Regions from separate parts of the Ovis canadensis genome. Here region 1 is linked to region 2. The links are chromatin contacts, called in public Hi-C maps. All regions are on one chromosome and are shown on one strand. The core of a region is the stretch at or near the end of the contact, and the rest is flanking DNA. Distances in the headings are between cores, read along the strand shown.

Evidence for each region. A called contact is a pair of places that touch in the nucleus more often than the background predicts.
Region 1: a contact with region 2 is called in a Hi-C map of fibroblasts, with 3 times the contacts expected there. The contact joins the enhancer-like site here to the promoter of ZBTB10 in region 2. A contact is called at or near these places in 2 of 2 Hi-C or Micro-C datasets (fibroblasts and lung).

The regions. Positions count from the first base shown.
Region 1 is chr9:66,917,740-66,924,590 of ARS-UI_OviCan_v2, reverse strand. No RefSeq gene overlaps it. Among named protein-coding and RNA genes, the nearest start is that of ZBTB10, 88 kb to the right of the region's middle. Within about 2 kb of position 2,075, the one cell type or tissue checked has open chromatin away from gene starts, as enhancers often do. A contact at or near this core is called in fibroblasts, where this site is marked.
Region 2 is chr9:66,828,283-66,835,364 of ARS-UI_OviCan_v2, reverse strand. It overlaps ZBTB10 (zinc finger and BTB domain containing 10), which reads right to left and starts at 2,057. Exons shown (of 6, transcript XM_069601083.1): 1 at 973-2,057. The coding sequence starts at 1,938.

The DNA.
Region 1 (6,851 bases), core at 826-3,325, 89 kb before region 2:
CATTCTTGGTATTTCTCATTTGAAGTACAGTGTGTGAACTCATATTCTTCTTTTATGTGGCATGCTATAGCTCTTCTAAAATCGTACCCAGAAGCACTCTTTCCTAATTTTTCCCAGTCACTTCAGGTTTAAAGGCAGAAGTTTTTTTCCAACATAAGTCTACCAGCAAGTTTAGCAGATAAAACTCTTCCAACACAATCCTTGAAGTAAGGAGACCACGTTTCAAAGGTTGTTTTCAATGTTTTTTTGGAGCATGTAGGGTCTTAGTTTCCCAACCAGGGATCAAATCCACATCCCTTGTACTGGGAGTATAAAGTCTTAACCACAAAGCCTTTCCAAATTAGCTATCCTACCTTCTAGCAAGGTGAACACTGGTTCCATTGATCACTTTGGCCTTCTTCCTGAAAAGGTGACCAGAGGGTTCCTGCCCAGCTTTGATTTCCCATTTCATACAAATTCTAACCAGTCCCTTTCCATTTCATCACAAAATGAACACTCTGATGGAAATGAAGTCACAAGTTTCGGTTCAGGGTTCAGGAAGACTCTAGTGGCTAAAATTGGCTCCAAAGCCCTGTGACTTTCCTGGTGGCTCAGTGGTAAAGAATCTGTGTGCCAATGCAGGAGACACTGGTCCGATTCCTGGGTCAGGAAGGTTCCCTGGAGAAGGAAATGGCAACTCACTCCAGTATTCTTGCCTGGGAAATCCCATGGACAGACAGGCTAGTCTATGGGGTCGAAAAAGAGTTGCACACGACTTAGCAACTAAACAAGAACAACAGACTTGAGCTGAAGTTGATGAATGCAGGCAGAGGGGAAAAAAATTCCTCTCCATTCCTTGTCTTCTAGGGAGTTACCTGTTGGTGGCTCCAGCGGACTGGTGGAAAGGTTTGAGAACGTCTTGATTAAGGTATTTTCAAGGGCTCCTAAATCTACTGTCTTCGTTTCCTTTTCCTTCGTTGAGATCATACTCCAAGAGTTGTTAAGATCTTAGGAAAATCACTTAACCTCTCTGAGATTTAAATTCCTTACTGGTAAAATAAGAATTGAAGGTCCTCTCTGGTCTTAACAGTCCTATCATTTAAGTATACATTTAAACTACTGATCTCAAACTAGCAACAACTTTCAGTTTGCTACAGGCTATAGCAGCTGGCTGAGTTATTTTAATAAAGTGAATTAGATTAGATCTTTCATGGATCATTTTGAAGTCCTAGCAGTCCTCCTCACCCCTATTCTTATGTTCAACCTTACAACTTTGACAAGGAACAACCAAAAAGAACAGTAAGGATTTCAAAATTCTCTTCAGGTCCAACTATTGGGCTTTTTCGATTTCCCAACAAAGTGATAAACTATGAGTTCTCTAAGAGAGGATCCTAAGTCTTCAGCAGGACACTTCCATTCTACCATCTTACTGTTGTGCCCAGGCTGATAAAAATTTCCTCTGTGAACTGAGTTTCTGAAAGCCTGACCTAATAGCTACCGGTTCTCAATCAATTGCTATTCACACGCAAACATCTGCACACATCAAGTCAATTTAAACATCACGCTGTGGGGTCCTGACACGATGACAGAACCACCAGCTGTCGGGGCACCGCCCTGAATTGGGGACACAAACCCCATTTTCCTATGTAAATTGGCCTGGGCGCTGCTTCGGCCCCCCAACAAAAGGGGACGATCCTTTTAAATGGGGCCATCTGGCTGTCCCCCGGCCTCAGAGACACCTCCGGGATGGGAGGTAGGAATAGGGGGAGCGGGAGTGATCTTCTGGGGGCCACAAGGTAGGTCGGTAGCACGCAGCTGTCACCCCGACCCCTGGGGTCCGATCCCCAGAGGTTGCGGACCAGCAGATTCGCCCGCCGGGTCCGGGGCGTCTGAAGGTCTGGCAGCGCACTCCCGAGATGGGGGAGGGCGCGCTTTGTTCCCGGGCCCCAAGGGCGCGAGGCGCCACGGCCTCGGGCAAAGTCACCGCTCCGTCCCCGGGCCCCAGGGCAGCTCCCGGCGGGCGGCTAGCAGCCGCGGGCGCCTCCATAGCAACCGCGTGGGAGCTCCGCGAACCGGGAAAGAGGAGCCGGGGAGGAAGGCGGGGAGCAGAGGAGAGGGATGAGGGGGGAGGAGCGGAGAGGGGAGGGGTTCCAGGGAGGAACCGAGGAGAAAAGAGTTGGGGAGGAGGGGTCGAAGAAGGCGCGGGCGGGGGGAGCCCAGGAGGAAGAGGGAGGGATGGGGAATGGGCGAGGATAGGGATCTGGAGGAAGAGAGGAGGGGAGCGGGGAGGAGAGGGGAGCAGGAAGAAGGGCCCAGGCGAGAAAAGAAGGAAGGGAGAGGGAGCGTGGGTGGCGGGCAGGGAGGAGTGCGGGGAGGAGTCCGGAGCCGCCGGGATTGGGCGGGGGGGGGGGGGGGGGCGCTGGGAGGGGGAGGCCGGGAGGAGGGGAGCTTGGAGGGGAAAGGAGCCGGGGAGGAGGGCGCGGCCCAGCCCTCCGGGGCACAGTGCCCCGGGGAGCTCGGCGGCCGAATTCCTGCCCCCGCGCCTCTGGGCAGGAGGAGGGGCTGGAGCCAGCGGCTGAGCGCTGGCGCGGGCGGGGACAGCGGCGGGTGGGCGGGAGGCCGCGCGGGGAGGAGCTCCAGGGGCTGGGGGTCCGCCCACCCCAGCCCGCGAGGAGCGCCCCGGGAACGAACCAGGACTCTCCCCTTCCCCTGAGGCTAGCGGGCCCCTCTCCAGCTGCGCTGACCTTCCCAGCCCCCGAGAGCCGCCCGCAGCTCCCCGGCCCCAGAGCCGCCCGCAGTTTTCCAGGGATGAACAAACCCTCTTCCCCAAGGGCTGTAAACCTGAAGCGCTCTCCCGAAAACAAAGTGCTTAGCTAAGACTTGCTCTCACCCAGGGTTCTCACCAGAGAATAGTGTGTTACAAAACTATTAGAAAGTTGATGCGGAGCTTAGAGTCCTTTTCTCCCTACCCCAGCCCCCACCCACACCCCCAAAAGGAGGGGCCTGTTGGAAAGGATGTATTAAGGAAGGAAATATTAAGCTTGAGAAATTGACAATCTGGATGGAATGCTGACGTCCAGCTGAAAAGTTTGGGGAAAAGCCAAGTCACAAACACATCAGCTTTCTTAAGTACTCTGCTGAGCACCAGCTTGTACGAGACATTTCACAAAGTTGGCAGAATGGGCTTGATCCTTGCTCTCCAAAAGCTAACCACAAAAATGGACTACCATTACACTCTGAGAAGCATTTGTGAATAGTGAAAAGCATTTTGAATAATACGTCTCATGACGGAGCATTAAATGTGCAAAAAAGAAAAAAATTTAGACAGTATTTCAAAAAAGTCAATAGATATAAGTGCTGTATATTTTAATTTTAAAAACCATTATACAAAGGAAAGGAAAGGAAAATAAACGTTGGGACATTCTCAGCTAACTTGGCCTATGGGAAAATGAAAATAAACCTAATTGAAAAAACAGTGCTCACCATAAATAGGTTTAGCTTTGCAGGCAGGGAACATGGTTTAAGAAGAAAAAAAAAAAAAAGCCAGCAGAAAATTCACCAATCAAATGTAAGATTGTCCATGTTTCATAAAACAAAGGTCAAAGAATCCTGTCAAGCCTTAAAGAACACTTTCTGTGTAGATAGCCAGGATTTTGGTTTTGTTGTTTGTTCTGAAAACCCTAATCTGTAACTCTTGTTTTCAGGTATTACTCAGAGGAATATTCTTTGGTTTCTTTTACCCACATATTCCCAAATTAGGTATCAAATTAAAAGAAACAGGAAAACTTGTAGGTTTGTAATTGTACAATATCCCATCTGGTTTCAACTCTTTGACCAAAAAGAAAAGATGAAAACGTAGGCAAACTTCCAAGTATGTCTATTCTAAATGCTAACTTATTTTGACATAAAACGAATGACTTCGAGTCTTTACTTCCCAGCTAGTTGGTATGTAATAGTTTTTGAGAGTTCACTGCATTCCAGGCATTATTCTCAGCAATTTATAGACATTAGCATTTTATTTAATCTTCTTAAACATAGAAAGTAAATATTAATATTATCCCATTTTATGGATGAAGAAACTGATGCTTAAAGAGGGCATAAAACAGGTGTAGATCCTGACAACTGTAGTCGGAAAGGTTGGGATGAAGACCCACCAAGCCAGCTGTCACTGAGCAGTTTGTTCCCTGACCACACATTCCTCACGGGTGGGATTTCTCTTACATCTCATCTAGAATAAGATTGAATATAACTACGGATCAATATGTGTATGGGTTAACTGAATTTCTCAATTTCATCTAGTTTTTCTGGCATTAGATAGGTAAACTCACAAGTTATTATTTTCTTTATTTCTTAAGTGTTCGTCTAAAAAATCTTGGTACTATATTGTAAACTTCAGAAATATAAAAAGCAGCAACCTACCAGGCCCAAACCTACTAAGTACAAATTGTTAATGTAGTTTCACATGAGCACTTAAAATTGTGGCAATATGTGAAAGCATATGTTCTGAGTTTAATGATAAACCAAACATTTTTAGTTGTTTATACCCTGTTGCTTATACTTTTTTTTCAGTAAGGAGTTTGATGTCCTTTATTCAAGAGAAAACAATCCATGAATCAAGGAGTACTGTGCCTCATAAGCAGAGGAATATTGCTTTCTAGAGATGTGAGACAAGAGGGAGTTTTATAGAGAGAAAGAGGTGATATAGAAACACTGCATGATTAACTAGGAGATCAGGGATTTCCTTAGAAAGCCTGAAAGTCCTGTTTTCTAGGGTAAGTTAAGCTAGCTAAAGCTGGGTTGGAGGATTATGATAGATATATGTTAGGTTTCATTAACAGGGGTTTCCTGTAAGTGCAGGCTGACTTAAGTTTAGGTTTGTGACATGGGCTGGGCCACTGAGTTGGCCTCCATTTTATGGGTGCCAATATTCAAATTAACTTTATCAATTCCCCCTTTCGATCAATTTTCTCAGTTGTAGTCAAAGTTTAAGGTATTACTGCCACTTTGAGCTACAACTTGTTGATGTTGGAGTCAGGTTGAATCTCCAACTGGAAAAAAAAAAGGTTGGAATATCAAAGTCTTATTCTCTTAGTTGACTTTCTTCATCCCATTTTTGGCATTCTCAGCAGAGGGAGATCATTTGGTCATCAGCAACAGCATGCATGCATGTAAAGCTTTCGAGAGAATACAGCAAACCAGAAAGATGATTACAAAGACTATACGCAGAATAATACCCAATGATTGGAGGGCACTCTCAAGGCATGGTCCCAATGACCCAAAACAAGCAGATCAGAGAAAAAGTCTGCTGAAGGAGTCACTTTTTTAAACCAAGTGGCTTGCTTAGTGACTTTATGTAGCTTGGTCTCAACGTCTCCAGAAACGTAGTAGCTGTTGATCACAGCACAGATGGTTACCTCTGTGCTCAGCTAACAGAAAATCAAAGGCTATCCTATCATCAAGAACAACTTTAGCTGGACAGTCTAGGGACTTTTATTTGCTTTAGCAGCAAATTCTTCAGTATCTTTAAGAGTTAAGGAAAGATTGCTGATTATAGCCTCATTTCACTTAATTTTCTATTCAAGGGTGGAGGCATCTAACAGAGGAAGTGAATTTTGAATCATAAATGCCCCTGGTATTTCCAGTTTGAGTCTGTGGCTGGGGGCTAGAAAGATGACAGCCATTCTTGTTGTTATATCATGCTCAGTTGTGTCTGACTCTTGGCGACCCTATGGACTGAAACCTGCCAAGCTCCTTATGGAATTTTCTCCAGGCAAGGATACTAGAGTGGGTTGCCATTTCCTTTTCCAGGGACAGCCGTAAAAGCCAGTAAAACTTAAGGGTATATAGACCACATAGGTGGTTTTATTTTGATTACCCTTGCCTTAAGTTTCTTTCTTTATCTAAAACCTGGATGGATGCAAGTTTCCCCACATTTGGGGTTGTCCTATTACTTATACTGACTTGTTTATTTTTCTATCTAAGGTTTGACAACAACCTTAAATTCTTAGTCATCTGCAAATTAGGAGAAATGGATAAGCATCACCTGCACACTCCAAGACATTCAGAGTCTTCTGCTGAATTTAGCCTTTGTCAGGAGATAATGAGACTATACCCACTCTTAAAATGTTTTGCCTCTGAAATCTTTTCTCTTCTTCTGTGTGAATCAGTCCTCCAGTCTTCACATGACCCATCTAGGGAAACAAAGGAAGGAAAGGAAAGGAAAGGAATACAGAAGAAACAAAAGTGGAACATTTGCCACAGAAGTAAGCAAAGACCTTACTTTTTCATATGCTGGTTCAGCAATGCTGGACTCTAAAAATGGGCAAGACTTAGGATGGAGGAGAGATGGGGAATGAGGTGAGAACTAGTAAGAAGGCTAAGGTCCAATGTTTAGGCTAACTAGAAGCAAGAGCTTCTTTTTGGGCTTGGCTTAGAAGTCAAGCTTGAATTTCGGATGACTCACCAGAGGTGAGATAAGATGTCTGTCCAAGAGGCCAGGCCCTAGAAAGTTCAGAGGGTAGAGCTTACTCTCTTTTTCTTTCAGTTCAGTTCAGTTCAGTCGTTCAGTCATGTCCGACTCTTTGTGACCCCATGAATCTCAGCACACCAGGCCTCCCTGTCCATCACCATCTCGCAGAGTTCACTCAGACTCACGTCTATCAAGTCAGTGATGCCATCCAGCCATCTCATCCTCTGTCGTCCCCTTCTCCTCCTGCCCTCAATCCCTCCCAGCATCAGAGTCTTTTCCAATGAGTCAACTCTTCACATGAGGTGGCCAAAGTATTGGAGCTTCAGCTTTAGCATCATTCCTTCCAAGGAAATCCCAGGGTTGATCTCCTTCAGAATGGACTGGTTGGATCTCCTTGCAGTCC
Region 2 (7,082 bases), core at 808-3,307:
ACAGGTTGTCTTAGGAGGACTGATTAACATCTGCTTGGCTTGGAAAGAGATTATCAAAATGATAAGACTATTATCTTTAATCCAGAAATACTAAGACAAGATTTAAGAAGTACCATTTACCTGTTTAATAACTAAGAACTTATGATTTTGGTAAATACATTCTCTACCAGTTCGAACCAACTAGTTGGTAGAAGTAACTTTACAGTCAACATTTCAAATATCCTAAGTTTAAAGTAAACTACATTTAAATGAAAACTTTTTGAAAAAGGGGATTACAGAAAATCTCAGCATAGAAATCTGGAGAAGGAAGCAAGTAAAAACTACCACAATTTACCAAAAGCATACCTTTGGAAAGAGAAGTTCAACAAAAAGTTTAAGGAGATGAATTTAGTATAATCATTCACTAAGTCTTATACAAATAGCTTCCTCTACATTTACATACTACTCTCTCATATTTCACATTATCCTGACATGATAAAAAGAATTTTCTCGGTTGCATGTTCTCCTAAAAGGGGTAGCGTCAAAGGTTAAGGAAAGAGTTTAATTCATTCTTCAAAGAGCTACCAGATTTGACTTCCAACAGCACGCTAAAAGACTACCAACATTAAAGCAGCTTTTCTAAAATCACAGCTAATAACATTCTAACCACAAAGCCAACCTTACAGGGTTAAAACCTTCAACCTCGCTTATTAAACTTTCCTTCTGATTCAATCTGACGGGCAAAGAAATCTGAGTCATGAAAAAAATTAAATCAAATTCAGTGCTATGATTAGAAAATTGTCATTCCTCCCCCTCCCCCCAACTCCCCCGGTTAACTTTTGAAAACTTATTCCCAGGCTTTCGAACCCCCCACGCCTAAATTCCCTACACCTCTCTCCTAACAGGAAAGATGTCTTCACCCAGTAGAGTGAGTTTTAGCTGATAAACCTTTCCCCCAAAGATCTGAAAAAGCAGGAGCAACATATATCGTACCTGGGCGTTGGCTTCGTGGAGTTTGTGCTCGGTAGAGACGTGGTGCCTCAGAAGGAGGGTTTTCTTGTAGTTGCGGGTCCCTCGCGAAAGCTCGTCGTGCCCCACTGGGGGCAGATCCCCGCTTCCTCCGTCCTCGGGGGGCTTTTGGCACCAGCCGCAAGACATAAGGCCAGTATCCTTGGAATAGCGCAGCCAGGGAAAATCTTTGAGCCAGGAGGTCTGGAAAGAGCAGTGGAGCTTCTGCATTAGGGACTTGGGCCGCGCGAGCGGGAAGTGCTGGACAGTCTCTCCTTCTCCAGCTCCCACACCGCTGCCCTCCGCTTCGTCCCCGCCATCGCCGCCCGACCGCCTGCTGCTGCTGCAGCTGCCTCCTTCCGCCCCGCTGCCGTCGCCCAGGCTCGCCCCCTCCTCTTCGTCCTCGGTGCTGTCGCTCAGGGACGCGCCGTCCGGCATCAACTCCTTCCCCTCCAGCGCGTCCAGCTCCAGCTCCACGGCCGCCGGCCCTCGCCCATTGAAATGCCTCAGGGGCCACGCCGAGGTCTCGGGGCGGCCGCGGCTACTGCCATTGTTGCCGAGCCCCCCGCCGCCGCCGCCTCGAAAGGCCAGAGTCCGACGGTTCCTTTCCGCTAGCAGGGGGCCCCCGGCGCCACCGCCGCCCAGCGAGGTGGGGCCGCCCGCGTCTTGGGGGAGCAGCAACTCCTTGGTTTCCTCGGCGGCGGCGGCAGCCCCGGCGGAGGCCTCCAGGTCTTGGGGCTCCAGGCCCTCCAATTCCACTTCCTCGTCGGCCCCCCGCCCATTGAGCGGCTGCGGCGCTGGCGGCGGGGGCTGTCTTGGCTGGGGCTGCTGGGGCCAAGCCGAGGCCTCCCCGCCAACGTTATTGTTCGCGGAGCCGCCGCCGCCGCTGGCGGTGACCAACCCGCCTCCTCGGAACGCCAGCGTCCTGCGGTTCATTTCACTGAACGACATGGCGCGCGCCGCCGCCGCCGCCCGGTGCCCCGGCTCGCGCCCGGCCTCGGGCCGCGTCCCGCGCGCTCCCCGCCGCTCCCCCTCCGCTTCGCTCCCGCCCCCACCGCGGGCGTTCCGGTCTCGCGGGGCTCGGCCTCGCCCTCCCGCCCGGCTCGCGCTCGCTCCCCGGGGCTGCCTCACGCGTCCGCCGCCGCCGCCGCCGCCGCCCGCCGGGCCGCCGCCTCCTCGTCCTCCACCCCCGCCCCGCGGCGCTCCGGGCAGCGTCCCGCGCGGAGAAGGGGGGGGCGGGCGGCGGAGAGGTGAGCAGCGAGCCGGCGCGCGTGGGGCCTTCGAAGTTGAGAGGCGGAGTGCGGGGAGACCCTCCGCTGCCCCCTCTTTAAAGCCGCGCGCACACACCGACCCTCCAAACAAGATATCCTTCCTCCGGCGCGCCGAGGGGTCCCGACGCGGCTGCCGGCTTCCGAAGCGCTGAGGGCGAGAGGCACGTTAAACTGCCGGGCTCCGCCACATAACGAACCGACAATAAAGCCGGCGGAGCGTTTCCGTCCGACCAGGCCCTGGCGGAGGTCGAATGGCAAATGAACAACGGACCGTGCGCCCACAATGCACCGGGGTAGCAGTAACCGCTGGAGGGGGAAAGGGTGGGGGCCGGGCGGGGGGAGGGGGCTGGGCTTGGGGCTGGGCTGGGGTGGGGTGGGGGCGCCTGGGGACCGGGAAAGGGGCCGGGCCGCGCCTCCGGCCTGGGGGCGGGGGTGCGGCCGCGGGGGAAGGAAGTCGGCCGAGGGGCGGGGGACAAAAGGCCGGGCGGCGGGCTGGGGGGTCTCGGGGAGGGGGCGGGCGTGTGCAGCCGGGGCCGGGCTCCGCGGAGGACAAACAGCTGGCGAGTGTCAGGTCTGGCCGCCTCCCCGCTGCCCGCACGCACCTACCCGCGCCCGGGACGCACATTTTCCTTCCCTCGCCACGAGTTCACCTGGGACTTTGAGAAATAACTGTACGGTGGGAGCTGCTCTCCAGCCTTGTCATTTGCTGAGGTGGGGTGGGTGGGGGCGGGGGGTAACGGTGCCCGAGGAAGTGAACTTATTTTTGTTCCTTCACAAAGACTGGACCAGGCTGTACCTTTCGGGCGAGGAGGTTACAACCGGGGGCACCTCCTCGTCTGCTGCATTGTGTATTCGATGCAGCAGCTCTGGGCGATAATCATTTCACAGAAAATGCACCGCCCCGAGTGTCTTATTGCTGTGATGAAATGGAAATTTAAATAAAAGGTCGAACACGTGCGTTCAGTGGGAAGTATTGACATGGGTGTTACATCACCAGCAGCCAATCAGATAGCTCCAGTCGTGTTTATACTTCTACAACCACCTTGTGAGTATTACAGTATGTCATAACGTTATAAATATTAGGCAGGGTTTTCCCCAAGAGTGGGGAGGAGTCGGCTCACACAGACGCTGCGTGCGACTCCGAAGAGCGTGTGTGTTAAGACAAGGATTGATTTTTAAGACTTTGGGTTGTTCTTTTTTTTTTTTTTAACTGTTGACACTGCACATGGAATTTAGAGTGATTAGAAAAACAGATGGAGCTGGAAATGAAACTCTTACAATAATAATCGTAGTCAACTTGTTCAGAAAAAGATTTTCCAATTTGGAGCCCTTATACTCGTATTTTAAAGTATTTTTTAATGTGCTAAATTTAGCAAATTCTAAAGTGTTGAGATTCATTTTACTCTTTGAAACCTGAAATAAACTTTTAAAAACAAGTTAAAAGTAATGTGAAACAAATCTTAAATCATTTTTATTCAAACATTTCAGATTAAAGAAAGATATTCTCAAACTATGGAGGAGCTTTTTACTGTTTTAATAAATATATTAAGAGGACTAAATAAAACAGTATTAAAAGGTTAATCACAAACATTCAAAATACGTTCAAGATAATTATTGAGGAGGGAAAAAAAGGACATGTTACTTTTTACATTAATGTATGTCAGGATGTGCATGGGGAAAAATGGGAAAAACACACAACTCTACGGTTATAGATTATCATGTGTTAGAGGCTTTAATCTTTTACGTTATATGTTAATGGAACGTTATATGATTTAATAAAGAGTATGTGTTACAACGTGTTACAATATTTAGGCTCTCTAGTTTAATGATTCTGTTCTCTTCAGTAATTTCTATTTTTAAAATAAACAGTATTTAAAACTTTGAATATGGTATTTTTTTCAAGATTAAAAAAACAGATTATCCCAGACATATTATAAAATACTATTTGCCTTAAGATTTTTGAATAGACTAAACCCATGCACAGCCATATCCATATATTGTGTAGTTTGTATATTGTATAGATTTATTCATATCAACTTTTACTTAATTCACTGTAATTTTAGTATCTGTAATAAATGAACTGTGTTGTATGTCAAACAAAAAATGTTAGTTCTACCTTATAGATGAAATGTAATTTTAATGTAAAGAATGATAGTACTAACCTGCCACAAAGAGATTTTGGCTTTTAATTATTTAGTTAGTAATGATCAGATTGCTACATATCCATGTTGTCACCTGGCCACCAATGATAAACAGCCTGAAACTGCAATATAAGTCCTTAGATTGGTACAGTTTGTGGATTAAAAAAAAAAATTGTCCTGCTTCGTTTTAGTTGTTGGAAAACTTAGGACAGTGGAATCTCTGATGACCTAATTTGTATGTTGGAGAAATGAGAGGGTTCTGCCCAGTTGGCTATATGTATTATGTACTATATGGAAGAATGTTATAATAATGCTGTGCTTTGTCCTTAATGCATTTTTTAAAATTCCAGGCACTTTGCAAATAAATACAGTATTTATTCAGTTTTAACTCTCACTCCCTTCTCCAGAAAAAGAGGGAAGAGTTACTGAAGTTAATTGCTTATCCAGGGTTAAGGTGATGGGAAGTAAGTGTTCTTAAGAATTTTTTTTTCGGCTTTAAAGATTTTTTTCCATTCCCAAACTGTTAAACTCGTATCTTTGTTGTTGTTTTTTCATCTTATTTGCCTAGTACATAACAGGCAATATATATTTGTGCTAGTATGCTAGGTTTGTTTGTTTGGTTTTTTTTTTGGCTGATTCTGGTAGCATCAGAATTGTCAAAAATTAAGTTTTTAGTTGTGTCCAAAGTTTATTTTTCTCAGACATGTAGCTTACCTTCTGTTTTGGAAAATTCACGTCATCTTCTGTCTGGAGATTTGGTTAAGTGTGCACTGATTAGGGATGAACAACACTTGATTCAAATAAATGACTTAAATACTAGGGCCACTGACCTCCTCACAGCCAAACAGTGTGAGTGTATGATGTATGAGTGTGTGTATATTTTTATCGTTATATATGTATAAATATATATTCAGTTGTCTTCTTCTTAACCCTGAAGGAAGATCGGATCAGAAAGAAAGTTCAAGAGGATAGTAATCCACAGATGTTTCAGAATACCCTGAGCAAGGGAACTTTAAGTAACAGAAGGGGATCTCCTGTTCTGTAAACGGAGTTTTTAAGAATTCCCCCACCCCTTCCAGTCTCCCACTGGCAGGCAGGGATCTGTTCTCTCCTCTAGCCCCTATATTTGCTGTTGGGGTTCTACCATATTTAAGGGGATTCCCCCTTATGCTTACCAGGGGAACCCCTCCAGAATGGGGCATCCCCAGCCAATGTGTCCCCTAATTTCACTTTAGGCTGTGTAGAACTGCTGCAGGTTACCTTGATAACTCTTCCCCTGTAACTCCTTGATGAGGCTAAACTCCTCTACCTGGTTCAGCTGATCTATGATGACCAAACTTGGCTATTCTTTATTGCCTTCAAGAGGCATTTTTGCCTCCACAGCCCTTTGCCTCTTTAGGTTCTAGGGACAATATGCTGTGATTCTGTATGTGGCACTGACGTGTATCATCCACCAGAATAAAGTCGCTGAGAATAGAGACTATGTATTATTCACTCTTACTCTCCCCTACCCCAACCCCAAACCAGCTCCAAGTAGGCAATTAGTAAATATTTATTGGATGATTATCTTCCCCCACAATCTGTTTTAGTAGGCCACTTCTCCTTTTGTTTATTCTTCTTTCCCTTAGATAACTAAAAAAATGTTCTTTTTGAAGATATTGAGCTACTGTTTCCATTGCATTTACATTGAAAGCAACAATCATCATATGACACACAATGGAATATTATTCAGCCCTTAAAAAGAAGGAAGTCCAGCCATTTGCAACAACATCGGTGGGCCTTGCGGACGTTGTGTTAAGTGAAATAAGCCAGACATGAAGGGAAAAATACAGTGAAATCCAGATGAGGAATCTAGTGAAACTCACAGAAGCAGAAGGTGGAATGGTGCCACAGGCCAGGAGGAGAGGGAAATGAGAGACATTAGTCAAAGGTTACAATTTCAGTTATACAAGATGAATAGTCTTAGAGATTACTGTATGGTATAATGGCTATAGTTAGCCTGTATTGTACACTCAGAAGAGGATAGATTTTTAAGTGTCCTTATCACAAAAATGAACTTGGGCAAGCTCTGGGAGATGGTGAGGGACAGGAAGGTCTGGCGTGCTGCAGTCCATGGGGTCACAAAGAGTTGGACACAACTGGGCAACTGAACAAATCACAACAAAAACAATAAACAGAATGGACGGTAGGCAACTTTGGGAGATGATGAAAATGTTTATGGCACAGATAGTGGTAATGGTTTCACAAGTATATGCTTATCTCCAGACTCATGAAGTTGTATATGTTAAATATGTACTGCTTTTCATGTATCAATCATACCTTAATAAACTTAAGCAAAAGCAATGATAATAGTAGTTCAATATAAATAACATTAGCACCATTTTCTATGTGGCTTACAGTGAATTACAATTTACAGAACTTCCTTATGAGTTAAATCAGGGTAGGTATTATTATTCTCATTCAACAGATAAGGAAACAAAAAGGTTAATTGACTTGCTTAAAGTTACTGGCTGAGGCATATCTAAGTTGAATATAAGGGTAATACCCTCTAGTCTAAAGCACCTTTAGCTACTAAAATACAAATGGTACACTTAACAATGTATCTGCATAATTGGATGGAGAAGGAAATAGAAACCCACTCCAGTATTCTTGCCTGGAGAATCCCAGGGACAGAGGAGCCTAG